3 separate regions of the Mus musculus genome follow, and regions 1 and 3 are each linked to region 2. A link is a contact called in public Hi-C and HiChIP or PLAC-seq data. All regions are on one chromosome and are shown on one strand. Each heading gives the region's core, a stretch centred on a gene start, on an enhancer-like site or on the middle of the called end of the contact. The rest is flanking DNA. Distances are from core to core; before and after follow the strand shown. Region 1 overlaps Pde11a (phosphodiesterase 11A). Region 2 holds the start of Pde11a (phosphodiesterase 11A). Region 3 overlaps Pde11a (phosphodiesterase 11A).

What was found. A called contact is a pair of places that touch in the nucleus more often than the background predicts. HiChIP or PLAC-seq counts read pairs in DNA pulled down with a chosen protein or histone mark.
Region 1: a contact with region 2 is called in a Hi-C map of stem cell-derived motor neurons, with 4 times the contacts expected there. The contact joins the enhancer-like site here to the promoter of Pde11a in region 2. A contact is called at or near these places in 6 of 39 promoter capture datasets (the 3T3-L1 cell line, 3T3-L1-derived adipocytes, embryonic stem cells and 2 more), 13 of 484 Hi-C or Micro-C datasets (ECoMG myeloid progenitors, the N1E-115 cell line, cortical neurons and 10 more), 6 of 115 datasets of contacts at active chromatin or transcription factors (T-cell acute lymphoblastic leukemia, embryonic basal ganglia, embryonic stem cells and 2 more) and 1 of 9 other capture datasets (embryonic stem cells).
Region 3: a contact with region 2 is called in an H3K27ac HiChIP or PLAC-seq map of embryonic stem cells, with 6 times the contacts expected there. The contact joins the enhancer-like site here to the promoter of Pde11a in region 2. A contact is called at or near these places in 5 of 39 promoter capture datasets (cranial neural crest, embryonic stem cells and neural stem cells), 2 of 15 datasets of contacts at CTCF or cohesin (large pre-B cells and pro-B cells), 30 of 484 Hi-C or Micro-C datasets (the AML12 cell line, the BV-2 cell line, CD4 T cells and 18 more), 12 of 115 datasets of contacts at active chromatin or transcription factors (T-cell acute lymphoblastic leukemia, Th17 cells, embryonic forebrain and 4 more) and 1 of 9 other capture datasets (embryonic stem cells).

The regions. Positions count from the first base shown.
Region 1 is chr2:76,143,798-76,147,444 of GRCm38.p6, forward strand. All of the region lies in intron 6 of Pde11a (phosphodiesterase 11A), which reads right to left. Among named protein-coding and RNA genes, the nearest start is that of Gm52518, 110 kb to the left of the region's middle. Within about 2 kb of position 2,039, at least 6 of the 459 cell types and tissues checked have an H3K27ac peak or open chromatin away from gene starts, as enhancers often do. A contact at or near this core is called in stem cell-derived motor neurons, where this site is marked.
Region 2 is chr2:76,337,492-76,340,903 of GRCm38.p6, forward strand. It overlaps Pde11a (phosphodiesterase 11A), which reads right to left and starts at 1,447. Exons shown (of 20, transcript NM_001081033.3): 1 at 205-1,447. The coding sequence starts at 1,116.
Region 3 is chr2:76,120,776-76,124,347 of GRCm38.p6, forward strand. The region is part of intron 9 of Pde11a (phosphodiesterase 11A); the gene reads right to left. Among named protein-coding and RNA genes, the nearest start is that of Gm52518, 86 kb to the left of the region's middle. Within about 2 kb of position 1,631, at least 6 of the 459 cell types and tissues checked have an H3K27ac peak or open chromatin away from gene starts, as enhancers often do.

The DNA.
Region 1 (3,647 bases), core at 789-3,288, 190 kb before region 2:
ATTGTTTCTGAGGCAGGATCTTACTGCATAGTCCTGACTGGTTTCCATTTGTGGTCTTGCTGCCCCAGCCTTCTGAGCACTGGGAGAAAAGGCATGTTCCATTACCTTAGCTCAAGATGCAATTTTTTTGGAATATTTTCAATCTGCAATTGTTTGAGTTAACAGACACAGAGCTTACAACTACAGAGGGTCAAATGTAATTGGTATGTAGAAATAGAATATATGTATATGCGTATAACCTATATTCATCAGTATACATATTTCAATTAATTAATTAATATTAAAATTAAATATTTAAATAATTAAAAATGATTAATTTTAATAGGTTATCGGTAAATTGTTTGGGATTTTCTAGCCACACCAGTGTGCCATCCTATTCTTCAATTCTTTCACCTTTTAACCATATGATGTTATGCCATCTGACTTTCCTCTTTCATTTAATATAGAACATAGGATAGGTTTTTAAGAATCCCAGCCTAAGCATGAGTTGAACAAGGATGAAATCAATAGGTATGTTAATATGGAAGGAGGTTAAACTTTGGGGGCCTCAATCTTAGACAGCAAACTATAGACTGCTAAGGAATGTTGAAAGTGTCGAGGGAAAAGCACAAACTATGATCCTTTATGAGATGGTCAGCCCTGGAAACATACATACAAGTCACATTATACAGACTGAGCAGGGTGTATTCAGTGTTTAGGAAGACACACACACACACACATACACACACATACCACCACCACCACCACCACCACCACCACCACCACCACCACCACCAATTAAAGAAAAAGAAGCCATGAATTTGAAGGGTAAGTCCAAATTCTGGCAGTTAGACCAATGCTAGCATTCCTTGGGAACTTACAAAGCCAGTTCACATCTGTGATGCCTATCAGCATAGCAAACTACATGCTGGCCTCCAGCCTCCCTGAATACCACAAGTACCTGTTACACATTTCCGAGTCCATGCTGGCCTCCTGGCTCTTCTCATCCTGCCTTTATACTAACCATCTCCAGCTCATGGTCCTCTCTATCCCCAGATTCTCATTATCTTTATAACCCTGTTATATTGTAACCCTGCTATATCATAACCCTGCTATATCTGCCATGCTGCTCTGCTTTGCCCCTCTTCTCTTCTCTTCTCTTCTCTTCTCTTCTCTTCTCTTCTCTTCTCTTCTCTTCTCTTCTCTTCTCTTCTCTTCTCTTCTCTTCTCTTCTCTTCTCTTCTCTTCCCTTCCCTTCCCTTCCCCTCCCCTCCTTCCTCCCCCCCCTCTCTCCTGGCCCAGTTCAGTCTGCTGGCCTTGTTCAGTCTCCTCCTTTCTCTCCCTGCTCTGGACTCTTCCTCTGGCTGTACTTTCTGGCTGTATTCTCCCTCTAGTCTACAATAAAACCTGCTTAACCATACATTGGAGTATCATGTTGTCAGTTTATACATCTGGTGCGAAACCCTTAGTTCATACAGTGGGTATACATAGCAGGTTTTGGAGGGGTGAAGAGGAAACAGTATAATTGTATTATAATCTTACATTTTTCTTAAATTGTTTAAAAATTGAAAAAGGATTCCAGATGCAAAACAAAACAGACTAAAACAAAAACGAGCATAAAAAAATCATTCAGCCACTGTATTCTTCCCACAGATATTTATTAATGCCTCCTCTATGAGGACTGCAGAGTATTGGGAATATAAAAATGAACTTGTCATTGTCCTTGAAGAACTCAGACTACTAGAGACAGAAATAAAGATATGTGTCCAAGTAGACAATGCTCAGACCGCAGTATTTGAGAAATCTCCAAAAAAAAAAAAAAAAAAAAAAAAGACTATAGAGAAATCAAGAATAGCTTTAGACTCTTAAAAAAATAAATATTCCATGATGGAAATGAAGATAACGTTTATTGGCTGCTCAGTGTATGTCAGTCCTCCCAGCACCTTCACTTGAGTTATTTTATATACGTTTCAAATAACCCAACGAGGTAGGTACTGTTACCATCTGTCCTTATCAGATAAGGCTTGGAAAGATTAACCGCCTGGAATGGAAGAGCCTGGTTCAGAGGAGGTCAGACATTAACAAGCACATCCATCAACGTTATCTCTTGAAAGAACAGAATGGCTTTCTCCCTTTCCCTAGGGATAACATCAGAATTAAGACAATGCCAGCAAGCAGGAAGAGGAGGCAGCCAGGTTGATGAAGCATCATGGGTATGACCTATGGGCTAGGAGCTCCAGATTCCCTAGAATGTCTGGGACCCCTTTGTTTTGCCAAGGAAGGGTCACACAGCACTGGACAAACGGTGGGAGTCTGATTCAGTACAGAACAGTGTGCTTGTCATCTCCATTCTGAGGCAACTGAAGCTCTTAGCTAATCTCTCCCATAAATCCCCTGTAGGTGAGGGACAATTTACATCATAGAAGGCAATGGAATGGGTACATTCAGTGAGACTGGAGAGCTCTGGAGTCTGGGGGGTGGTGGTGCTGCTGAGAAAAACAAACCTTACTTAGTCTGTTTGCTAGATAAAGATATTTCTGGGTATATGAACTTTCCCATCTATAAGGATGAAAAATATGGCTTGAGTGGAAGTGGGGAGCCTGGGGGATCTGACAGAAACAACAGAGAGTTCAAAATGACCCTGGAATCGAGGTGGCCAGAGAGCACAAGAGCTTTTGTATGAATAAAATCATCAAGGTAGAACCTGTCCAAAAGCATAAATAATGAAGACTTGAAGAAGTGAAACGTGAAGGACACATGACTTAGGGCTCAGAGGACAGAACAGGACTCCATAGTCTGTGATCTTAGCCCAAGACTTTACTACATTTCTAAAATATGAATGCATCACTACACTTTTTCTAGAAATCGACTTATTAATGTATATCTGGAGCACAAAAAGTATAAGGAACTTCTGACTTATTGCTGCCATGTATCATGCCACATGTCTTATGGCCATTATCAAAACCATGGACAGCAATTCCCATATAGGAGTATGAACCCCATCATTGTGTATTACAATGGTGTGTCAAAAATGGCATGGATAGTCAGTGAATATTCAGTTAAGTAGATCATAGCACACCCACACAGTGGATCATGAAGTATCTGGTTAGAGTCATGTAAGAGAAGAGTGTATCTGTACACGGGCAACATTTCCTATGTTAAGGGATCACTGTGCAGGGATCTGTGGATGTCAAACCCTCAGACACACTGACAGAGCCTTCAGAAGCTATAAATAACCACGATGGTTCCCTCTGAATGGCTTACCTCTGGAAGTTTAAAGATGATTGATTCTAGTTCCTAAATTTGAAATAAGGAATATAAGTTACTTGCACACAAGGAAACAGTTATGTTTCAAATAGAACAAACACAGGCACAATGGTGTTAAATAACAGTGAACGATAAAATGGGAGACGGGCTGAAACAAGGTTGTTCAACTTATCAGCAAGTAGGTTAATTAAAGGCAGAGATGATGAAGAGATGAAGGGATGGGATCAAGAATAAAAGTCAAGTGTCGCTGAGGAAGATCACACTGAGAAAGCTGTATTGCACAGAGCTAGAGTCTTCAATCTGCTGAACACCGGAGAGCCATGAGACAAGGTTGTGCTTTTACATTTCTCTCACTGTGTCTGAGGGAGGAGGGTCTCCCTGGTTACCAGACCTGCAAATGC
Region 2 (3,412 bases), core at 197-2,696:
AGTGATATATTAACTTCCCATAAGCCATTGTGCTAGGAAAGCACCATTCTGTCAAAGACGATACAACACTCTAACAAAACTCAAGAAAGAACTTAAATAACATCTGCAAAGGGTTCAAATAGAAGTGGTCCTGGTGGTCAAAGGATGAGGGAAGGCATGGCTGCCAAGCCAGTGGGCTGGGGAGCCGAGGACAAGCGGTCCTACCTGGTAGGCATCCGGGATGTTAACAGTTTCTCCGTGTTCCCCGACATAGCCAATGATACCTTTGCCCCAGGGGACTTGCACCTCATTTGAGTTCTCTGTGCTACTGCAGGGGAGCAGTGGGGTTCCTGCGTGCACATCAAAAAACTTGGAGACCAACGTCTTCTTGCCAGCAGCTGCCCCTTCCACTAAGAAGAGAGAGCAACGGTCAGCGTCCACCATGAGACAGACAAAGATGAGGATCTTGTAGCTTAGGCTGGTGAGGTCAAGGTCATTGGAGATGTCCTTGACCAGTTCCAGGAAAAACTGGCGCTCGTTATGCTTTTTGAGGTGGCATTTGTAGTCGATGGCCGTAGGGGGATACTGAGGCAGATTCACCCTCGATTCCAGCAGGGCACTTAGAATGTGAGCTGTGGTGGGGGGCAGAGAGCTGGCCTTTCTGAGCAGGGCTCTCCTCCGGACACTGCTCAGGGGCTCCTGGGCCCGGGAGGTCACCTGTTCATCGTAGGTCCTGTTCACATGGATGGCTTTGGAGCGGGCAAAGCTCTTCCTCAGCTCTTTCTGCGAAGCTCTCCGCTGCAGGCTGCCATCACCCCGGCTGCCACTGGCCCAACTGGGACTCAAGGGAACCCCAGCACTTTCCCCACCACCGGGCGTGGGATGGCTGTGGGCAGAGCCCTGGGGTCCAGCACCACCACCTATGCCAGGGCTGCCTTTAGCATTGCTCTGAGCCAAGCTGCTAGCGCCAGCCAGGGCAGGCCTCAGGCTTGAAGCCCCCTGTCCAGAAGTGTGCCTTTGTAGCCACTTGTCCACCAGTTCCTGTTTTCCTTTTCGCATCAAGTAATCTTCAAACAACTCTGGGTGCCTATCCAGGAAAGTTTCCACCTCCCCGAAGTCCAGGCGGGAGGCTGCCATGGTCCAGGGCACCCCTTGCTTCTCCTCTCTACTCTGGAACCACACGTTAACCTGTCCCGAGGCCTCTAGTTGTTGCTGCACATGTTTGCCCACACCAGTGTCCCCAGCTCGGCACTACCTTCCTGCCAGGCAGCCGGAGGTTGACAGGAACAGCAGGATCCCAGTTGGGAGATACCTGCTCCTTCCGCGGCTCAGAGCGGCAGCTGCCACCCACCCTAGCCCTGCTCCTCCTGCTCCGCACAGGTGCCTGCCGCGGCCACCGCTGCTTCCCCGCGCGGCTCGCGCCACCTCTGCTCCGGCTCCCGCAGCCAGTCGCTGCTCCACCGCCACTGGAGCCGGCTGAGTGGACCACTGTGAGCCCGAGGTAGGCAGGACACGCCCCGGAGTGAAGCTCTGAGCCTGCTGGGGATGGGAGGGGAGGAGCAGACGGGGCGCACAGCAGCCAAAGTCCACCGCCCAGGGTGCCAGGCGGTTCCTGGAAGAGTCTCTGTGCAGTACCGAGTGGGGAACGCACCTAGGTGTCCCCTCTCCCCCGCCCTTCCAGTCTCACCTCCCCAGCCCGCCCGGATCCGCTCCGCTCTCTTTCCCCCCCCCCCCGCCCCCTTGCCCCATCCTTCAGCTTTCCAGAAGGCCCTGGGGAGCTCGGTGGGAGTCCAAGTACTGAGAAATATTGATGATTTGTGAGGATCAGAATCCAAAGTGCGCTCCGAAGAAATGAGGGTCCCCAGAGTCAGTCAGTTTCTTTTTCTGGGATGAGACTGTACTTTTAGTTTACTCGGTTCCTCGGACTGCCCAGCACTCTGTGGGCGTGCAATACATATTAATCAAACTAGTTCCCCTTAAGTTCTCTGTGTAAGAGATTCTCAAATCTAAGGAAACTCGGGGATATTCGCCACCACAGCCCTTCTCTCAGTGACGAAGGGGAGCTGTACATTGAAGGAAGGAGTAAAACTCGGTTACCCCGATTTAGGGAGAACCTTAGAGCAGGGGCCCGTGGCAAGTGGGCCTGAGGACCACGGGTCTCCTTTTCCCATGTGCACTAGATCTATCGGTCCTCTTCCTTTCACGGAGAGATTCCTTGCCTTCTCCTCCTGAGATCTTTCTCAAAAGTCACAACGTCTTGGGGCTCATGCACAGAGATATCTTCACAGAGACAGACTCCTCTTGGCCCTGCCCTAGGCTTCCTTCGGATCTGCTAACTCATAACAGCTGGTTATAAGTTAGGCAAAGAGGAGCAGGGTGATGATCCTTTCTTGGAGAATCCTCTGCTTCTGTTGGAACCAAGCCGATGCAGAACCAGGGCAACAGAGAGGCTCTTGCGGAATCGCAGAGGTGAGAGACAGAAGAGGGCAGCAGAGGAGGCCAGCGTGGATTCTCAGAGGCTCCATATGGCAGACCTAGGTTGATGACCATAGTAAGTGGACATCAGAACATAATAATTAAATTCTCTCAACAGGCCCATGACACAGAGTTTTATTATCCCACTTTAAAGATAGAAAATGCTGGACAACTGAGTAACTTAACACGGGGCTCGCAGTCAGCTGGCATGTAGGTGCCTAAGTTTGGCTCTCCAGGGAGGCATCCTCTGGACCATGTCACTGTACTGTCGTCTCCCATGCATCAGTTGAGTCACGTGTGCCAGAACTGAGACCAGAAACAAGAAAGTGGATGATGAGGTCGAGTGCCCTTTAAGTACTCTTCTGACAACACAAGGAATCGAGAACGCTGGTTCAAGAGTTCCAAGTGGGCCCGTGAGATGTTTCATCTGGTACAGGCACTTGCCACCAAGCCTGCCATCCAGAGTTCCATCCAGGGATGTGTGTGGTGGAAAAAAAAAACTGACACCTACTTCAAATGTGTCCTCTGACCTCAGTGCTGCCCACCACTACCACCAAGACACAACAAATAAATGAATAAATGAATGGTATTCAAAGAATTTAATTCCAAATGCACCTGCTTTTAATCCTTGTAGCCCCGGGATGAGAACGCCAATGTGAATATAAGAAAAGCCTTTACTTCTGTTATTCACAACACAGCAGGATGGAGGAAATGGCTGTTGTTGTTTTGTAAATTCTTAGGCAAATGGATGGAACTAGAAAATATCATCCTGAGTGAGGTAACCCAATCACAAAAGAACACGCATGATATGCACTCACTGATAAGTGGATATTAGCCCAGAAGCTCAGAATATCCAAGATACAAATCACAGACCACATGAAGCTCAAGAAGAAGGAAGAACAAAGTGTGGATACTTCGATCCTTCTTAGAAGGGGAAGAAAATACCCATGAGAGGAGA
Region 3 (3,572 bases), core at 381-2,880, 220 kb before region 2:
AGGTGTGGCCGATAGCTATTCTCTTATGAGCTATACTGTCCCAGGACAGCTCGTCAAGGCTTCCCGCTGGAATCTTTCCATGAAATTCCTCACTTCGTTATGTTTCAGAGGCTCCCCAACCCTGCTCACCTGAACTCATCCGTTATTCAGTGGGTCACAAACTCTAGAACATCCCAGATAGCTCCCGATTCAGCTGCTCTGAGTGGGGCCTGAGAATTTACATGTTTAACAAGTTCCCAGATAAAGCTGATAATGCTGCTAGTTTGGGGACATTTCTGTGAAAACCACTGGTTAAAGCCTACCCATGCATTTTCCATGTTAAAATGGCCCGTTTGCTCTGCCGAAGGCTACAGGTTGGATGTCAGAGTGTGAGCAGAGAGGAAAAAGACCAATTTGACTGCGTCTTCTCCCAAGCCGCAATGTGATCTGAATACCTTCGTTCATGAAGGCTAAAAATGTCTCTTTAGTTATTTTAATAACTATATTTTTGTGCCTGGATTTCTTTTCATTTCCTAATTCCATTGAAAATGGAGATTAAAAAAAGACACTATGAAATCTGTTCCAATGAATATTTCTATAAAGCTTTTGACTTCCAAAAGCAATCTGATTAGCATGCTCTTCCAAGCCACACAGTCATGTGAGTGGGCCCGCTACATTTCTGAGCAGAGAAACCAGACTTCATCCCTGAGTTGCCATCGATGTGTAGCATGAGTTCATTGTCTCCTTTTCTGTGGGACCAGAGGTAGCATTTCATTTTGTTTATGTGAAGTAGTTCTTTAATGAACTATCAGCAAGAATTCTCAAGACTGGCCATTTCTGTCTAGCTGGCAAACTTGGTTTTCCTAATTATCACCGTTTAGGATGCCAGCATTGGGAAGCAGAATTGCTTGACCTTTGAACTCACTATCCTCACTCCACTGGCCTTATAATTTTGGCCTAGTTTCTTAGCTCAAGGATCAGTTTCCTTGTGAATAGAAGGGAGACGATACCTTCCCTTTCCGATTAAGTTCCACCCGCCAGAGTGTCTTAGTCACTGTTCTGTTGCTGGGAAGAGACAATGGTCACAGCAGTTCTTATACCAATATCATTTAACTGGGGGCTTGCTTACAGTTTCAGAGGTTTGGTCCACTGTCATGATGCTAGGGAGCATGCTGGCACGTGGGCAGGTGCTGGAGCAGTGGCTGAGTGCTACAGCAGGGTCTACAGGCAGCAAGAGACACTGGGCTTAGCATGGGGTCTTGAAACCTCAAAGGTCACCCCAATGAAACACTTCTTCCAACAGGGCCATGCCTCCTAATCCTTTCAAATAATGCTACTCTTTGGTTATTAAGCAATCAAATATATGAGCCTATGGTGGGGGGGCATTCTTATTCAATCCACTAGAAGAGCAATTTACAAGTCCCTTTCACTCTAACCATGAAGGAAAAGCAATCCTACCATGGACCCTGAAAAAAGAGGGCCCGAACAACTTGATGCTGGGCCAGAATGGTTACCATGAAGAATGAGCAAAACAAATAGCAATTTAAGATTGTGGTAGAGATTGTGTCTAAAATCGAGCAAATGAGCCCAGGACGTGAACTCTACCATGTGAACGCTGTGGTTTATTCGGTGTTTTTATTACTTCCTAGTTCCTTTCTGTATTATGAAGGTTGTGGTTGGTAGATAAGATCTCCAAGTGAGATTATAGTATATGCATATTAGATACTGTTTAACATATATGACACATATGGCATTTGATTATTACATATTATTACATTTGATTAAACCCATCCTAATCCCCATGGGAAACGTTATTATAAGAGATGGGTGCGGACTGGCTTATTTCTGTGATATAACTGTCAGGAAACGCCTATTCACTTCAATCACATAAATGTCATTAGGAAGAAAGAGACAGCCATTTTCTTTGGAGAAAGTTTCACGTGGTAATGATTTTTCTATTTTTCTAAGTTCCTGCTCGTCTGTCACAGAGGATCTCAACCATTAACACTGAAATTAAAGAGGTCTTTGTGATTGATAGTGTGATTCAACGTAACTCTCTACACATGCATACTGGACTATAATTTATCCGTGTTTTAAAATAAGCATTTTGTTCCCACAGCGGCCGTATTTCTTAGTTCTGTTTTAAAGTGAGGCTGTTTTTCTTAATCATGAAAGTTATTACATGTATTAATGCCTCACAAATGTGTCTCTAATGAACTCTTCGCTTGCTTGTTTCTCTAGTTTGTTATGAAGAGCGGAGGAGAACACAGCATTCTTTTGGGCTAATTGAGCAAACTTGGATTGATTATTGCTATTTCTAAAACAACCACAACATGCACCAAGGTTTTCCAAGCCTAAAATTTAAATATATCTGAAATTATTAGAGGTCTAATTTCATTTAATACCATATTTCTGCATATTCAAGTCTTGAATATCTATTTCTAGTTTATATGTGTCTCACCGCATAGGTTTTTCTAAAAAAATAATCAAAAGGGCCACTGGATTGGCTTCTCATTTTAGAGGGACACATTGTACTGATTACAGAAGAACACAAGGGATGCTGGTGTTTATGTGGCTTTGCTGGGACTTCCCTCTAGGTCAGTGGCTTTCACTTTCCTAATACTGTGACCCTTTAATACAGTTCCTCATGTTAGGATGACCCCCCCCAATCATAAAATTATTTTTGTTGGGATGGAGAGATGGCTCAGAGATTGATAGCACCGACTGTTCTTCCAGAGGCTCTGAGTTCAATTCCCAGCAACCACATGATGGCTCACAACCATCTGTAATGAGGTCTGATGCCCTCTTCTGGCATGCAAGTATATATGCAGGCAGAACACTCTATATATTAAGTAAATAAATCTTTTTTTAAAAAGAAAATTAAAAAAATTATTTTCATTGATACTTCATATCTGTAAATTTGCTACTATTATGAATCCTATGGTAAGTATCTGTGTTTTCTGATGGTCTTGGGTGACTCCTGTTAACTGGCCATTCAACCCTCAGAGGGGTTGAAACGCACAGGTTGAGAACCACTGGTCTAGAGAAAAAGGGGCAGAGAGGGGATAGACTGATCATTTTGAACATGAAAAGCCTCCCCCAGAGCCTCCAGTATTGAAGACACGGTTCCCCGTCAGTAGCGCGATTTGAGGAAGTGCCAGAAACTTCATGTGTGTGTAGGTGTTGCAGGAAGGACATATGGGAAAGGATATAAGTTACAAGTACGAAGGCACAATGACAGGCACATTAGTTACACTGAGCCTTTTGTGAAGCTCTGCCATGACCTTTAGGGCCACACTGAAGGTGCGTGCTAGGAAAGAAACACTCACTACAGTAACCTCATTGGAGCCTCGTGATTCTTAGCTGACCAGTGAAATGAGCTGCCTAACACCCAAGCCACCGGAGTCCCTAGGAGTTTGGATCTCTGGCCACATGTTTCATTCACTTTTTGTTTATTTGTTTGTTTTTGTTTTTTGCTTTTTTTTCGAGGCAGGGTTTCTCTGTGTACCTTTGTCTGCCATGGTGTTCCCTTTGCAGACCACACTGGCCTTGAACTCACAGAGATCCGCCTGCCTCTGTCTCCTGAGTGCTGG